2 separate regions of the Mustela erminea genome follow, and region 1 is linked to region 2. A link is a contact called in public Hi-C data. All regions are on one chromosome and are shown on one strand. Each heading gives the region's core, a stretch centred on a gene start, on an enhancer-like site or on the middle of the called end of the contact. The rest is flanking DNA. Distances are from core to core; before and after follow the strand shown.

Evidence for each region. A called contact is a pair of places that touch in the nucleus more often than the background predicts.
Region 1: a Hi-C map of fibroblasts shows a contact between it and region 2, with 2.7 times the contacts expected there. The contact joins two enhancer-like sites. A contact is called at or near these places in 2 of 3 Hi-C or Micro-C datasets (fibroblasts and spleen).

Annotation. Positions count from the first base shown.
Region 1 is chr1:17,493,955-17,496,654 of mMusErm1.Pri, forward strand. The region is part of intron 7 of KLHL18 (kelch-like protein 18); the gene reads left to right. Among named protein-coding and RNA genes, the nearest start is that of PTPN23, 45 kb to the right of the region's middle. Within about 2 kb of position 1,272, the one cell type or tissue checked has open chromatin away from gene starts, as enhancers often do. A contact at or near this core is called in fibroblasts, where this site is marked.
Region 2 is chr1:17,426,295-17,428,994 of mMusErm1.Pri, forward strand. It overlaps KIF9 (kinesin-like protein KIF9), which reads right to left. Exons shown (of 21, transcript XM_032318026.1): 8 at 2,691-2,700; 9 at 1,568-1,632. Among named protein-coding and RNA genes, the nearest start is that of KIF9, 21 kb to the right of the region's middle. Within about 2 kb of position 1,432, the one cell type or tissue checked has open chromatin away from gene starts, as enhancers often do. A contact at or near this core is called in fibroblasts, where this site is marked.

The DNA of each region.
Region 1 (2,700 bases), core at 22-2,521, 68 kb after region 2:
TGTTATGGTAGATTTCCAAAAGGGAAAGAAACTGGATGGAAACATCCGGAAGATTACAGGTGAAACTTGGAGAGTAAGGAGGGTTTAACTTTATTAGTGATGAAAAGACATGAGCGGCATTGTCCCTTATACTCTCGCCCCACCCCCACCCCTGGATCCCTGCCACACCCGTGCTTCTCCCACGCTATAGCAATGTGCTTCTCTCAGTCCCCTCCTCCCTCCGCCAGGTGTGAGCACATAGGTGGACCGGATTTATGTCTCTTAACACACTCCAGATACTTGTCTCCTCTGTCACTTGCCTGCTAGATTTCCTGAAGAGGAGTTGGAGGGCATTTGAATGGCACCTCCATTCAGCCTTCTGAGTGCTGAAGGGGCAGGCGGCCTCTTCCTTCCGTCAGGCATGTGGGGAGCATGTGCACAGCTGGGCTCTGGAGTAGGAGGGATCACTGGACAGGGTCTTCTGTTCTTCTGCCCTCCGTGGGGCCACCCCGGGTCAGCGGCTTCAAGCAGCGCTCAGCTCTCTCTTCCGGGGCTGACGGAGGAGACAGTCCGTACCCCAGTAACCAGAACAGTTCTGCATCTCTCTCATGAGTCAAGCTTCCGTGACAGATGCCCAACTTTAGGGGGAAAGTCACAGGAGTTGTTTTTGAAAGGGGCAGTTTGAAAACGACTGGGGCAGATGCTCTTTGAGGGCATTTCTGCTTTGTAAATTCTGTGGCCTAAGCATTTGCCTGATAGGCCCCTTTGTCTGACCCTGCTCTGGTTGTTGTGAGTGTAAGATCAAGCGACTGCCTGTGTGGTGAGGAAGAAGTGTCAGGCCAGGAGGCGCACATACCATGTTTTGCAATATTAGTGTGTGGCCTTGAGCAGGGAGGAGTCTGCCTTTGTACCGGTAAGACCAGATTCACAAAGGGTCACAGTAGGTTTGTTTGGGAAGAAAAATTTGTATACATGATCGGCTCCTCCCTGAGCTAACAGTCTCCCGGTTCCTTCCTCCCCATACCTCAGTGCTTCCCTTTTCTGTCCTTGGGCGTCTCACAGCCTTCTGTGGCCTCGGATGACTCATTGCTCCATTTCCCCAGCCATGAGTGCCTTTTTTGCTTTTACTGCAGCCCGTTCTTCTCTGGGTGTCTGCTCTGGGCAACTTCCTTGCTTTGATGTCACAGAGTTTGGAGTGTTGTCTGGGAGAAGAGTCCTCCGGGCATCCCCTTCCCTCACTGTGGTTAATGCCCTCTTATTAGCAAAGACCCGGCTCCGTTTCATCCCTTTGAAATTACAGGCTGCCAAAAACTGTTCTGAGTCACTTCTTGCCTACCGTCCCACACGGCTCTCTGTCCTGCTAGTGGTGACAAGCTCCTTCCTGCCATCATCCTTCCCCTCGCCTGCAGTGTTCCAGGCCATGCTTCCTCTGGTGGACCAAGCAGGCCTCCTCCGTCTTCACACTGGCTTTATCACCCGGTTGATAGTTAACCTCACTCGGTTCTATGACTCTTCTCCCTCATATGGTTGCTAAACTACTGTGTTGTTCCTTCTGTCCACTTCTGGAAGCACATGACAGTGTCTAGTGAATTTGTGGTCTTCCCACCATCCTTGCCTGAGGCAAAAGTCCTTTTCCTCTTCCGGGCCAGTTGAGGGGGTCTCTTACGGTGTCACTCGAAGGGACATTACGGGGATCAGCTTTGTTTCCTGTGAACATTTGAAAGGTGGCAGTTAAACCTGGCATATTTTATTTTCCTGTTTGTCAGCCACCCAGATTCATTTTGAATCTTCTCCAGCATCAGATTTGAAAATAGTGAATCGGGCAGCTTGGCACACATGTCTAATTTCTCTTGAGGCATTGTGTAGAACAGATTTTCTGATTATGCCAGACTGCTGGGTCTTTGATCTGGGAAGAGGGGGGCACGGTGGGCAGCGTGGGAGTGAGCTCATGTTCATCCGAGGCATGCCTGTCACTGGGCAGCCCAGAGAAGGAGCCAGCCTCCCCAGCCGTGGCTGCTCGTCTGTACCGTGAAGGTGGTGGCACTTCCTTGGCAGGTGTGGTTGGGGGGAGGGGATGGCGAATGTAGAGGACCTCCATCGGTGCACAAGGGGAGCATAGCGTCACCCACAGGGACAAAGTAGTGGCGGTCAGTGCCACATCTGCCATGAAAAGACATTTGTCAAACTTCGCAGTGAATTAAATAGGAAAATCAGGCTAATAAAGCAAACCCATATTGAAGGCCTGTCCCGTACAAAGCAGTACATGAAGCATGGTCAGAGTCACACAGAGGGAGACCCTGTCTTCCAGGAGGTCCCCACTTGTTAAAGAGGCGACAGGTGACTTCCCAGCACCCCCAGGCGCCAGAATGAGCCCCTGCGGACAGGAGCTTTGGCTCGCTCGGCACTGTGACTCTAGGGCCCAGGACAGCACGCCTCCTGAGTGCCTCATGGGACGCCAGGGGTGAATGAGTGACCACGACGATGACAAGGCCTGAGATAAAGAAGCTGCTCTGGCAGCCTGGGGTCAGGAGGGACTGACTGATAGTTGTTGAGGCAAGGATGGCTTTTTGAGCAGGAGAGAGAGGACCTTTTGTAATGAGACCTTGGGCACAGTGAAGTAGAAGATGAACGTTTCAGATACATCCAGGGTGGAGAGGGCTCCCGAGGGAACCCCAACAGGTGGCACTGCAGAGCAGCTGCTTTCCCCTGTGTTCTACACTT
Region 2 (2,700 bases), core at 182-2,681:
TGAAAAAGAGAATCATTCGCTTCCACACCCCAATATGCCTTTGTCCCAAACCCCCGAGGCCCTTCCAACAGCAGCTCCGGGCTCCATGAGCTGTGTCCTGGGTCACAAGGCTCTGGGGATGCCAGGTACCAGGTGAGCTGCTTCCTCTGCGGTGACGATCTCAGGGGTGGGGATAAGGAGAGAGGGGGGCCTGTCTCAGAGGGCATTTCCTCAGCAAGGCAGTCAGGAGGCCCGATTTTCATATGGCTCCTCTTGGGGTTCGCCCGTGCTTTGTCATGCTGAGACTGGGAGGTTCCTGAAGCCTTCCTCTGGGGATGCTGCCTGCACGTCAGCAGGAGCTCCCTCCTGGCCTCCCAAGTCCCAGGGCACCCTCTCTGGACGCAGGCTGGTCCCTAATGCAAGAAACTGGGAGGCCCTGCAGTGTGCCTGGAAAGGATCTATTTCGCGTAAGTGGATTCTCCAGATGACTGAAGCTTGCCCTAACCGTCCACCCTTGACAAAACAAAATGCCTACAGAGAGCTTCCCAAATCTGCCTGATTATGATAAGTGACCCTTCAGAGGAAGACCGCTGCCGGGGTGCCCAGCTGCATGAGCTTACCCGTGTCACTGCCTCAGCCATTATGGCCTCTATGACTGCCTCTGGTTCTCCTAAGCTTGTCTCCTCCCAGGTCACCTGGGTCCTGCAGCTGGGTTAATCTCCCTGAGCCACAACGTTGGCCACAGCCCTCCCCTACTCAAACACCATGACAGCCCAGCAACCGGCAGAACAGCGAAAGCATCAGCCTGGCCACCAGTGCCCGTGTAGCCTCTGCAGTTTTTTCTCCCCTTCTTCTTCCCAGGCCCTCCCCTGCAGTGGCCAGATGTTCCTGGCACGGCCCACACCTTCGGGCCCACAGTGTCCTCTGCCAGGAGCACCTCAGCTTTCTGTACGACACATCCTTTAACCGCAGCCGGCTCGGTGCCCACCTTCCTCACCCCAGTTTCAGGAAAAGTCCCGTTTCCTCTGAAGGGCTCCTTCATCTGGGCCTCTCACGTTACCGAGGGCCATGGCAAGGAACCTTGAGGCCTCAGGCCACAGGCACCTCACCTCTCCCAAGCTGCTCTTCCCAGCACATCCCTACCACGCTACACATAGCGCACATGCTTAATGCCTGTCAGTTCACACAGGCCTTATATCCACAGCCCAGAATCTGTGGTACTTCTAAGATTTTTAAGTGTGTAATTATGAAGAACAAGAAATCCGCTGTCCTAGATCCCAGTTCACAGGAGCAGCACCCCAGGGAGCACAGTCCTTTCCCCCTGCGAAACTCTCATCACAGAGGCCCCCACCCTGTGCCTGCTTCCTGCCTTGTCTCCTCAACACAGCCTCTGCCCCTTGGTACTTGGTATGTGGATCTTGCCTGGGCCTCCTGCAGCAATTTTGGCTGATTCATCCCCTGGATCCCTTCCCTTTTGACAATGTCTGTGGCTAAGTATGCCAGCTTAGCCAGCCCAGAGCCAGCCTTACCCAGCCCTGGAATCCGTGAGAAGGATTCCAAGTAGGCCGTGTGGGCTGTCTTTACATACCGTCTCTTCTAACTGGGCAGCTTCTCCATAGATGTTCGTCAGGAGGACCATATTGCAATTTCCCCCTGCAGAAAGCAGGACACAGAAGCGCCATGAACCATGTGGGTTTTCTGCCAAGAGATTGCTTTAAGGCTGATGGGGGTCTGTTATGGATTGAGTGTCTGTGTCCTGTCAAAATTCCTATGTTGAAGTCCTATCCCCCAATGTGATCGCATCCAGAGAGGGGGCTTGTGGGAAGTAATGAGGTTTAGATGAGGTCCTGAGGACAGAGCCCCCATAGTGGGATTAGTGGCCCTATAAGAAAGAGAGAGAGACCAGAACTCTTTCTAGTCCCTCTCTTGTTTCTTTCTTTCTCTTGGCCACGTGAAGGCACGGCAAGAAAGCAGCCGTCTACAAGCCAGAAACAGAGTCCTCACCAGGAACCATCCAGGCTGAACCTTGATCTGGGACTTGCAGCCTCCAGAGCCGTCAGAGATAAACGTCTGTTGTGTGGGCGCCCCCCAGTCTGTTTTAGCCGCCCGAGTTGACTCAGACAGGGTTACAGGGGACACATCCAAGCATGTTTGAGGCTGGAGGAGGGAGGGGAAGGGGAGAGGCCACAGGATGTACCTAAAAGAGGAGCAGGAGCAGGAGAGCAGAGGAGACTGGCATGGGGCTGCGGGCCAGGGTTTCGCTACTGGTGGCACTCCACCAATAATCAGACACCCATGACTGCGCCATCAGGCCCAACACGAAAGCCTGGAGACGTGAGGATGCAAAGACACAGCCCCTGCTCCTCTGTTAGAGAGGCCGTAGGGGAAGAGAAGGCAGCGTAGGGAGAGGCCCACCACGGTCTTGAGGGCCATGAAGGATTCTTCCAGGTTTAGAGATGAGGGGAAAGGAGACGGTATTCCCAGCAGAGGGAAAAGCTGCCACCAAGGTTCTGCGGGAATAGCATGGCACGCTGTGGGTGACAGACAAGGATACCACTCATGCTTCTGCCTCTTCCGCTGTGTCTGCGTCTGGGGTCACGGAGAAGAGGCCGCAGGGAAGCGCAGGCCAGCGGAAGGGAGCAATTCCGTGATCACCAGTGGCAGCGAGGCCCAGTCTGTCCCTCCTGCCGGGGTACCACCCGCACCCTCACCTAATGAGTC